Linked DNA regions of Hordeum vulgare: region 2 is linked to region 1. A link is a contact called in public Hi-C data. All regions are on one chromosome and are shown on one strand. Each heading gives the region's core, a stretch centred on a gene start, on an enhancer-like site or on the middle of the called end of the contact. The rest is flanking DNA. Distances are from core to core; before and after follow the strand shown.

Region 1 (3,747 bases), core at 515-3,014:
CTGGCTCGGCCGACCCCCTTGGGGCTCCTTGAGCCCCAAGGCAAGGCCCCCCTCTCCCACCTATATATACGGAGGTTTTAGGGCTGATTTGTGACAACTTTTGCCACGGTAGCCCGACCACATACCTCCACGTTTTTTCCTCTAGATCGCGTTTCTGCGGAGCTCGGGCGGAGCCCTGCTGAGATTAGATCACCACCAACCTCCGGAGCGCCGTCACGCTTCCGGAGAACTCATCTACCTCTCTGTCTCTCTCGCTGGATCAAGAAGGCCGAGATCATCGTCGAGCTGTACGTGTGCTGAACGCGGAGGTGCCGTCCGTTCGGCACTAGATCGGAGCGGATCGTGGGACGGATCGCGGCACGGTTCATGGGACGGTTCGCGGGGCGGATCGAGGGACGTGAGGACGTTCCACTACATCAACCGCGTTTCTTAGCGCTTCTGCTGTGCGATCTACAAGGGTACGTAGATCGAAAATCCCCTCTCGTAGATGGACATCACCATGATAGGTCTTCATGCGCGTAGGAAATTTTTTGTTTCCCATGCGACGTTCCCCAACAGCCGCCCTCGATGTGCTCGAGGACGACCTCTAATGTGCGGATGGGGATGCCCCATCATTGGCGGCGCCCCCTTGGAGTTGTGGCGGTTGCATGGTTCGACCCCATTGGTGACGTCGAGCTAGTCGGCGTGCCGGTGTTCGAAGTACGCCGTCCACAACGTGTTGCTGTCGGGGGCGTACCTCGGCAGGTTGCGCGAGCTCTCCGACAGCGACGACCGTATGCGCGCGATATCCGCCCGTCGATCAGCTCGAGAGGGCGGCGGTGACACCGGGACTCCGCCGACGCTCAGCCTCCATGATCCCTACATCCGCATGTCCGGTGGGGCCGGGTAGTCCGTCTCATAGAGAAGGCGGTCCTCGTCCTCATGGAGGTGACGACGGCCAAAGCCATTGGCTGCCGCTCCATCGCCGGGGAAGCGTTCAACCATTTTTTGGGGAGAAAGAGGGAGAGGAGGCGCCGATGATGAAGAAATAGAGGAGAGGGCGTCGGCGGCGAGATTCTCAGAGTTGTGTGGCCACCGGCAGGAGGGAGGGAGATGGCACATTATATAGCCGCAGGCTGGCGAGCACGCGGAGTGGCGTCGTGTGAATGTGTGGCAGGAACAGACGGGACGTGCGTCGCCGTGCCGCCTCAATGGAAGACTGACCGACGGTACAACCTTCGCATTGATTTCCGCGGGAAACGAGGCGATGAGGACGACGACCGCGCGCGTGAGTCGCTACCTCGGCGGGCCCAGGTTTTTTCGTGTCAAAAATGTTTCCGCCGGCGCCCCGGACGACCCCGAGCGCACTGGGTTCGGCCTGGGACTGCCGGGGCTAATTACGGCCCTAGCCGGCGAAAAATGGGCTCGTGAGGACGCGACTGAGCTGTTTTCCTCCGTCGAGGAAAAAAATGGCCGGGAGGGCCCTGTTGGGGACGCAGCTGGAGATGCTCTTAGCTTATAGACTCATTTTGTCTTGGTATGTGTTATGTTATTCATAGTATAGTATGAATAACTTGTTATGTTACTTAATTTATTTCTTTTATTATTAATTAGCTATCATAGTATGTTTTTGTTTAGGTCACATCGATGTTAACATCTCCTTTATATTATTATCACTATGGATAGTCTAATAAATGAGTCAAATGAGGCGTCGCGGCCTGCAGCAAGTGCGAGCGCAAAGATCCCCTTCTCTCGTGGTTGGGTCGTTCGGTGCGGCTGCGCCCGTCTTCTTCCTCCGGCCAAAGCCAACGAAATAATAAAACACCAAAAATACCGAGTCAAAAACGCCCTCCGCGACAAGGTCCCTCGGGCCACCTCCGCGTCCAGCGTCCTCCGACCCCCCCCTCCCCTCCCTCCCTGACCCAATCCAGAGAGCCCGATCCCGCCATGGCGTCGGAGATCGAGGTCCTCGAGGACACGACCGCGGCCGCCTCCCCCGCCGGGGCCGGCGGGGCGGCCGCCGCGGGGGAGGCGGAGGCGGCGGAGGAGGCGCTCAAGGATGACGTCTACACGGGCGCCGCGTACGGGGACCTCGAGAAGCTGCACCGCCTCGTCGAGCTGGAGGGCCGGTCGGTGACGGAGCCCGACGGCCTCGGCTACCACGCGCTCCAGTGGGCCGCCCTCAACAATCGCGTCGCCGCCGCCCAGTACATCCTTGAGGTCCGCCATTTCCCCGAGCTCCCCCAATACGTAGCTTCTGATTGCTGCTAGTTATAAATAAACTGTGACAATGGAGGGATGCCTCCTGCTGCTGCAGTTTAACCGTTTAGCAATCCAATTCGATAGTTGGCCTGTTTTGATCAGCCCCGAATTTCGCAGCCGAGGTGTAGTGTAGCTCCTGCTGAATGTTTTGTAATGTCGACGCCCTTTGCCGCACTTATCGTTGAATATTTGCAATTCCCATGGGCCGATGCGTGATTTTGGTTCGTGCCTTGTAGTGACAGGAAAGTATAATGCTATCCTTTTGTTGTGGGGTTCTTGGGGTTTGGTGATGTATGCACGTGATCATTGGGAAGCTGGTGTAGGTTTTGGGCTTGCCTTTATGCTGTTTTGGCATGTATCTGGTGAATGCTATGGTAGTATGGTTGGTGGGTAGGTCTGAGCAGGGCCAGTCCAAGGCTTCTTATATCTGCTTGATTAGTGCTTAGAGGGCCCTCTGAACTAGCCATTTTCCATATCTATTGGGCATACAAACTTTTCTGAGGTATAATCCCACTGGACCAAATTGGATCATATACCTTGGTTGGTTCATTCATTTGTATACACACAGCTGTTAAGGCTTATTACAACCAACCTCTTTGACATCAGCTTTCTCAACTTGACTCCTGAATATATGTGGGGTCAATCATAGATGTAAGTGCCAGCTTCAGGATGGTTATCCGTAGCACCTCTTCGCCGATCTTGACCTAAGTTATCACAATTTTGCTATGCACTCCTGTACTGTTATGCTCCTTTTGTTTGCTATATGGTGTGATGATGGTTATTCGCTTGTTATCTGGACAGCATGGAGCAGATGTAAATGCTATAGATCATACAGGGCAAACAGCGCTTCACTGGAGTGCAGTGCGTGGTCATATTCAAGTTGCAGAACTACTTCTGAAAGAAGGAGCTAAGGTTGACGCTGCTGATTTATATGGATATCAGGTTTGTGTACTAACTTATCTGTTGTACCCATGGCACTTGTCAACTTTAATGTTCCTTGCTATCTAATATGTTTTGGTTAGTTGACCTGAGGTCGGTTTTGTGTGTGTGCCTGTGTATGTTTGTTTGAGGAGATTACTACCTCTGGCACAAAATAAATGAACCCTTTTATTTCGCGGTAGATAGACACAGGTTAAGGAATGATGTAGCACTGCCATCGGCTCTCTGTTAGTTGTCCTAATAACCTCTGTCTCTTACCCTAATATGGTTTTGGCAGGATAGATGTACAAGTATGAGCCATTTTTGTTCTTGATAATAGTTATTATTGCTTTATCTTCTTTGTACAACCTAATTTTGCTCTTCTAGCATGCAAATTTGACAACTGTGTTACATAACATTGCCACTAACAGTAGCACATTTTGGATGGAGATGACTGGTTTGGTTTATGTTAACTTTGAATTTTCGTCCAAATGCCAACCTGCAATATTTGTATTAACACTACTTATGTAATATGTACACTAGTTATTTAGTTATTTGTAGCACATAAAAGTTTCACCAGAAGAATAA
Region 2 (3,747 bases), core at 462-2,961, 140 kb after region 1:
GAGCTAGCTAGCTGAATCAATCCACGAGCTAGCTAGCTCGCTCTCTCGCTCGCTCAATCGATTCGAGTGGGCACATGAACTAGCTAGCTAGCTAGATGAATGGATTCGAGCGGCCGCGGGCAGGCGCAACGGCCGGGGTGGGCGGCCGGCGTCCGGGGACGGGTGGGGCGATGCCCGAGGCGGCGCATGACGGACGCGGAAGTTTGCGTGGCAGTTGGGCTCCCACCAACTGCTTTCTCTCGACACAAGGCATCGTAGAAGTGGACGTGAAAACCGTGTTTTTACAAATCGGAAGGAGTTAATTTTTTTTACATTTCAGAGTCGTTTTACGAGTTCTATCGACGGTTATTTTACAGTCTCGCGAGTTATACGGGTCTAGATGTTCTTAGAGCATCTCTAGTAGAACCCTCAAACCCTTAAATATAAACCAGTTTTAAGGGTTGAGAATTGCCCATTTTTGATACTTTTAAGGGTTGAAAAACAGAGGCAAAGACTAGAACCCTCAAACCCAACCCTTATAACGGAATATTCCGTTATAAGGGTTGGGTTTGAGGGTTCTAATCTTTGCCCCAACCCCAACCCTTAAAACTGTCATTTGGCATTGCATAATTTTCACAAGACAAACATAATAACCTTCAAACAAACACGGAAATAAAGATCATTGATGCATGGTTTAATAGTTTTTACATCACACAATCATCATCTTCCCCCTCTCATCGGCACCATCACCAAAAAGTTGCACTTGGCGCCATTTCCTAGACCACTTGCACGTCCATCAAGCACCTCCATTGGAGTCATCCACACCGCCATCGCCACCACCACGGAAAGTAGAGGACGCACCACGGAATATCTTCTTCCTCTCTGCGATGTCCTCCTTGTAGTCCTTCCACCATTGTAATTGTTCTTCATCCATGTCCTTCTTGGACATCATCATGTGCTCCTTCTCTTCCACCATGAGTTCTTTCCATACCTTTGCCTCTTTCACCTTGATCATCCTCTCCTCCAAGCCGACTTCTTGGGTGCGGTCTCTTGATCCCTCAACTTCCACTTGTCAAAGGTTTGAAGAATTGCCCAAGCATGCTTAAATGGGAATGGCTTGCCCTTGGAAGCGGCCATCTCCTTGTACCTCATGCCGGCAATTGTCTCCTATCAAGCACACATAATCACATAAGAACCCACATAGTACACACACATAATGAAAATAGTGAAGATATATGTACTCACATAGTCACTCTCCACGGTTCCACTAGGTGGTGCATCCCTCACTTGGTCCATGGCCGCACTCCAACGAGCACAAGCGGGCTTCATCAAATCCCACCGGCCTTGAAGCGACCGGTAACTGCGAGAGAGGAACCCACAATTCTTCGGCTTGATCCTACAATAGTTGTCCTCGATCCTGTGCCAATACCTTTTACCGGTTTGATCGGTGCCGGTGGTTGCATCCATCCCCACAGATGCCCAAGCACGAACCAAGAGGATATCTTCCGCTTCGGTGTAGTTTGTCGACCGCGCGTGTGGGCGGGAAGCGGCGGTGAATGCCTCCTCCCCTATCTCGGCCACCTCCTCCTCATCATCCCCTACATCCTCCTCATCTTCTCCAACCTCCTCACCAAAGGGTTCTAGAGGCGGAGCCCCGAGGTCCACCTCCGCGTCTTGAAGGAGGTCCATGAACGAGGTTGGGTTTGCCATTTCCTCGAACACCTCGTGCGCGGCGGGAGGAGGTTCAGCGACGGCGACGACCGGGGGCGCGGGCTTCTTCCGCGTCGTGACCTTCTTCCGCTTCGGGGATGCGCCGGCGGCCTTCGAGGAAGCCCCTCGCGGCCCACGCGAGGAGACCTTCGGCCGGCTCTTCTTCGCGGGCTGGACGGTGGCCGGGGCGGGGGCGGCAGCGGCCGGGGTGGGAGGAGGCGGTGCGAGGCCCGCCCGCCGCCGCTTGGCCCCGACGTGGGTCGCCGCCACCACGTCGGCCACGGTGGCCGGGGCGTGCGGGGCGGGGGCGGGGGCGGGCGGGGCTGAAGCGGCGGCGGGCGGGGCCGGCGCGGAGGCGGCGGCCAGGGGATCCATGGCGCGGCGGCTGGGACGGGCGGTTTCCCTCCCGCGCTCGAGATGAAAAGGAGTGCGGGTTGGGATTGGGTTTGCCCTCCCAACCCTCACTTCTACAGGCTGCGAGGGCGTTTACAGGTTCGACCTCTAAAAGTTTTTACGGGTTTAAGGGTTCTAGTCTACGTCGTTTTTTCGACGAAAACTGTAAAAAAACGGTTATTTTCCAGAATTTAAGGGTTTGAGGGTTCTACTAGACTTGCTCTAAGTTGAAATGTGGAGTTTTCTCAAAATCTATGTACGTGTAGCATTTTTGGCAACCTCCACCACACACACACACTCCCCCACCTTCGCGTCGCCCTCCCCCAAAACCCCCCTTCCTCCTCCGCCGCCGCCGCCACAATCGCGATGTCCGGGCGAAGCTGCCCCACCACCGAGCCCGTCGGGGAGGACACGACGGTGCCTCCGAGGATGCTGCACGGGTTGGCTCCGGAGACGCTGAACCTCCACACGGAGACGATGCTCACATTCCTCTACTCCTTCCTCCCCAAGCCGCTCGTCTCCACAATCACCCCCCTGCGCTGCAACGCCACGGCCATCGCCGACGCTGAAAGCGCCGACCGACTTAGCCGCCTACCCGACGATCTCCTCCGTCGCGTCCTCTCTCGCCTCCCCGCCAAGGACGGCGCGCGCACCACCGTGCTCTCCTCGCGCTGGCGCGGCCTCTGGCGCTCTGCGCCGCTCGTCCTCGTCGACACCCACTTCCTCTCCAGGGGCGACGCGCAGTGCCGGCCCGCCCGCGCCGGTGCTGTCTCGCGTGCCGTCACCAACGCTGTCTCCGCCGCCCTCGAGGCACATCCTGGGCCCTTCCCCTTCGTCAGCCTCACCTGCAGCTTCATGGACGCCGCCGACCGCCGCATGCTCGCGCGCTGGTTCCAGATCCTTGCCACCAAGGGCGTCGATGAGCTCGTTTTCGTCAATCGCCCCTGGCCCCTTCCCGGCCTGCCCCTCCCTTCCTCGCTCTTCAGCTGTGCCTCCCTCTCCCGGCTCTGCATCGGTGCCTGGGTGTTCCCGAACACCACCGCCCTCCCGCGCGGGGCCGCCTTCCCCAACCTTCGGGAGCTTGTGCTTGGCTGCATCGTCATGGAGGACAAAGACCTGGAGTTCTTGCTCGCCGTGAGCCCCGTGCTGCAGATCCTCGCGTTCCATGGAAGCCTGGCCTCATTGCACGCTCGTATCGCCAACCAGAGCCTACGGTGCGCGCAGTTCTGCTTGTCCATCCTGGAGGAGGTCGCCGTGGTGAACGCTCCAAGCCTGGAGCGTCTCTTCCTCTGGAGAAATTGGAGCGAGCGGGGCCGCGTGGGCAAAATGAGCACGACAGTCAAGATTGGCCATGCCCCTAAGCTGCGTGTGCTGGGATACCTGGAGCCAGGAGTGCACATTCTGCAGATCGGCAGCACCATCATCAAGGTACGCTCAATGGCATATGTCCACTCATATCTCAGATTGCATTTCTTTTCATGAACAAGGTTTTTGCACGAAGCAATAGATGAGCCAAATTTAGAGAACAATGTTCTAAAAGTCACTTTATTCAGCAGCAGTCATACTGTCATACTATGTGCCGACACCGAGTAAGATTAGCAAACATGAGCAATTAACATGATAAACCGAATTGCTGAGCAATTACTCAGGTAATCAATTACTGGA

The links. A called contact is a pair of places that touch in the nucleus more often than the background predicts.
Region 2: a Hi-C map of leaf shows a contact between it and region 1, with 2.4 times the contacts expected there. The contact joins the promoter of LOC123405181 here to the promoter of LOC123401520 in region 1. A contact is called at or near these places in 1 of 6 Hi-C or Micro-C datasets (leaf) and 1 of 1 datasets of contacts at active chromatin or transcription factors (embryo).

The regions. Positions count from the first base shown.
Region 1 is chr6H:110,415,301-110,419,047 of MorexV3_pseudomolecules_assembly, forward strand. LOC123401520 (protein S-acyltransferase 24-like) reads left to right here and starts at 1,765. Exons shown (of 13, transcript XM_045095346.1): 1 at 1,765-2,199; 2 at 3,043-3,183. The coding sequence starts at 1,927.
Region 2 is chr6H:110,551,400-110,555,146 of MorexV3_pseudomolecules_assembly, forward strand. LOC123405181 reads right to left here and starts at 1,712. Exons shown (of 4, transcript XM_045098975.1): 1 at 1,225-1,712; 2 at 1,013-1,146. The coding sequence starts at 1,689. LOC123402493 (putative FBD-associated F-box protein At1g05080) reads left to right here and starts at 2,366. Exons shown (of 3, transcript XM_045096416.1): 1 at 2,366-3,510. The coding sequence starts at 2,449.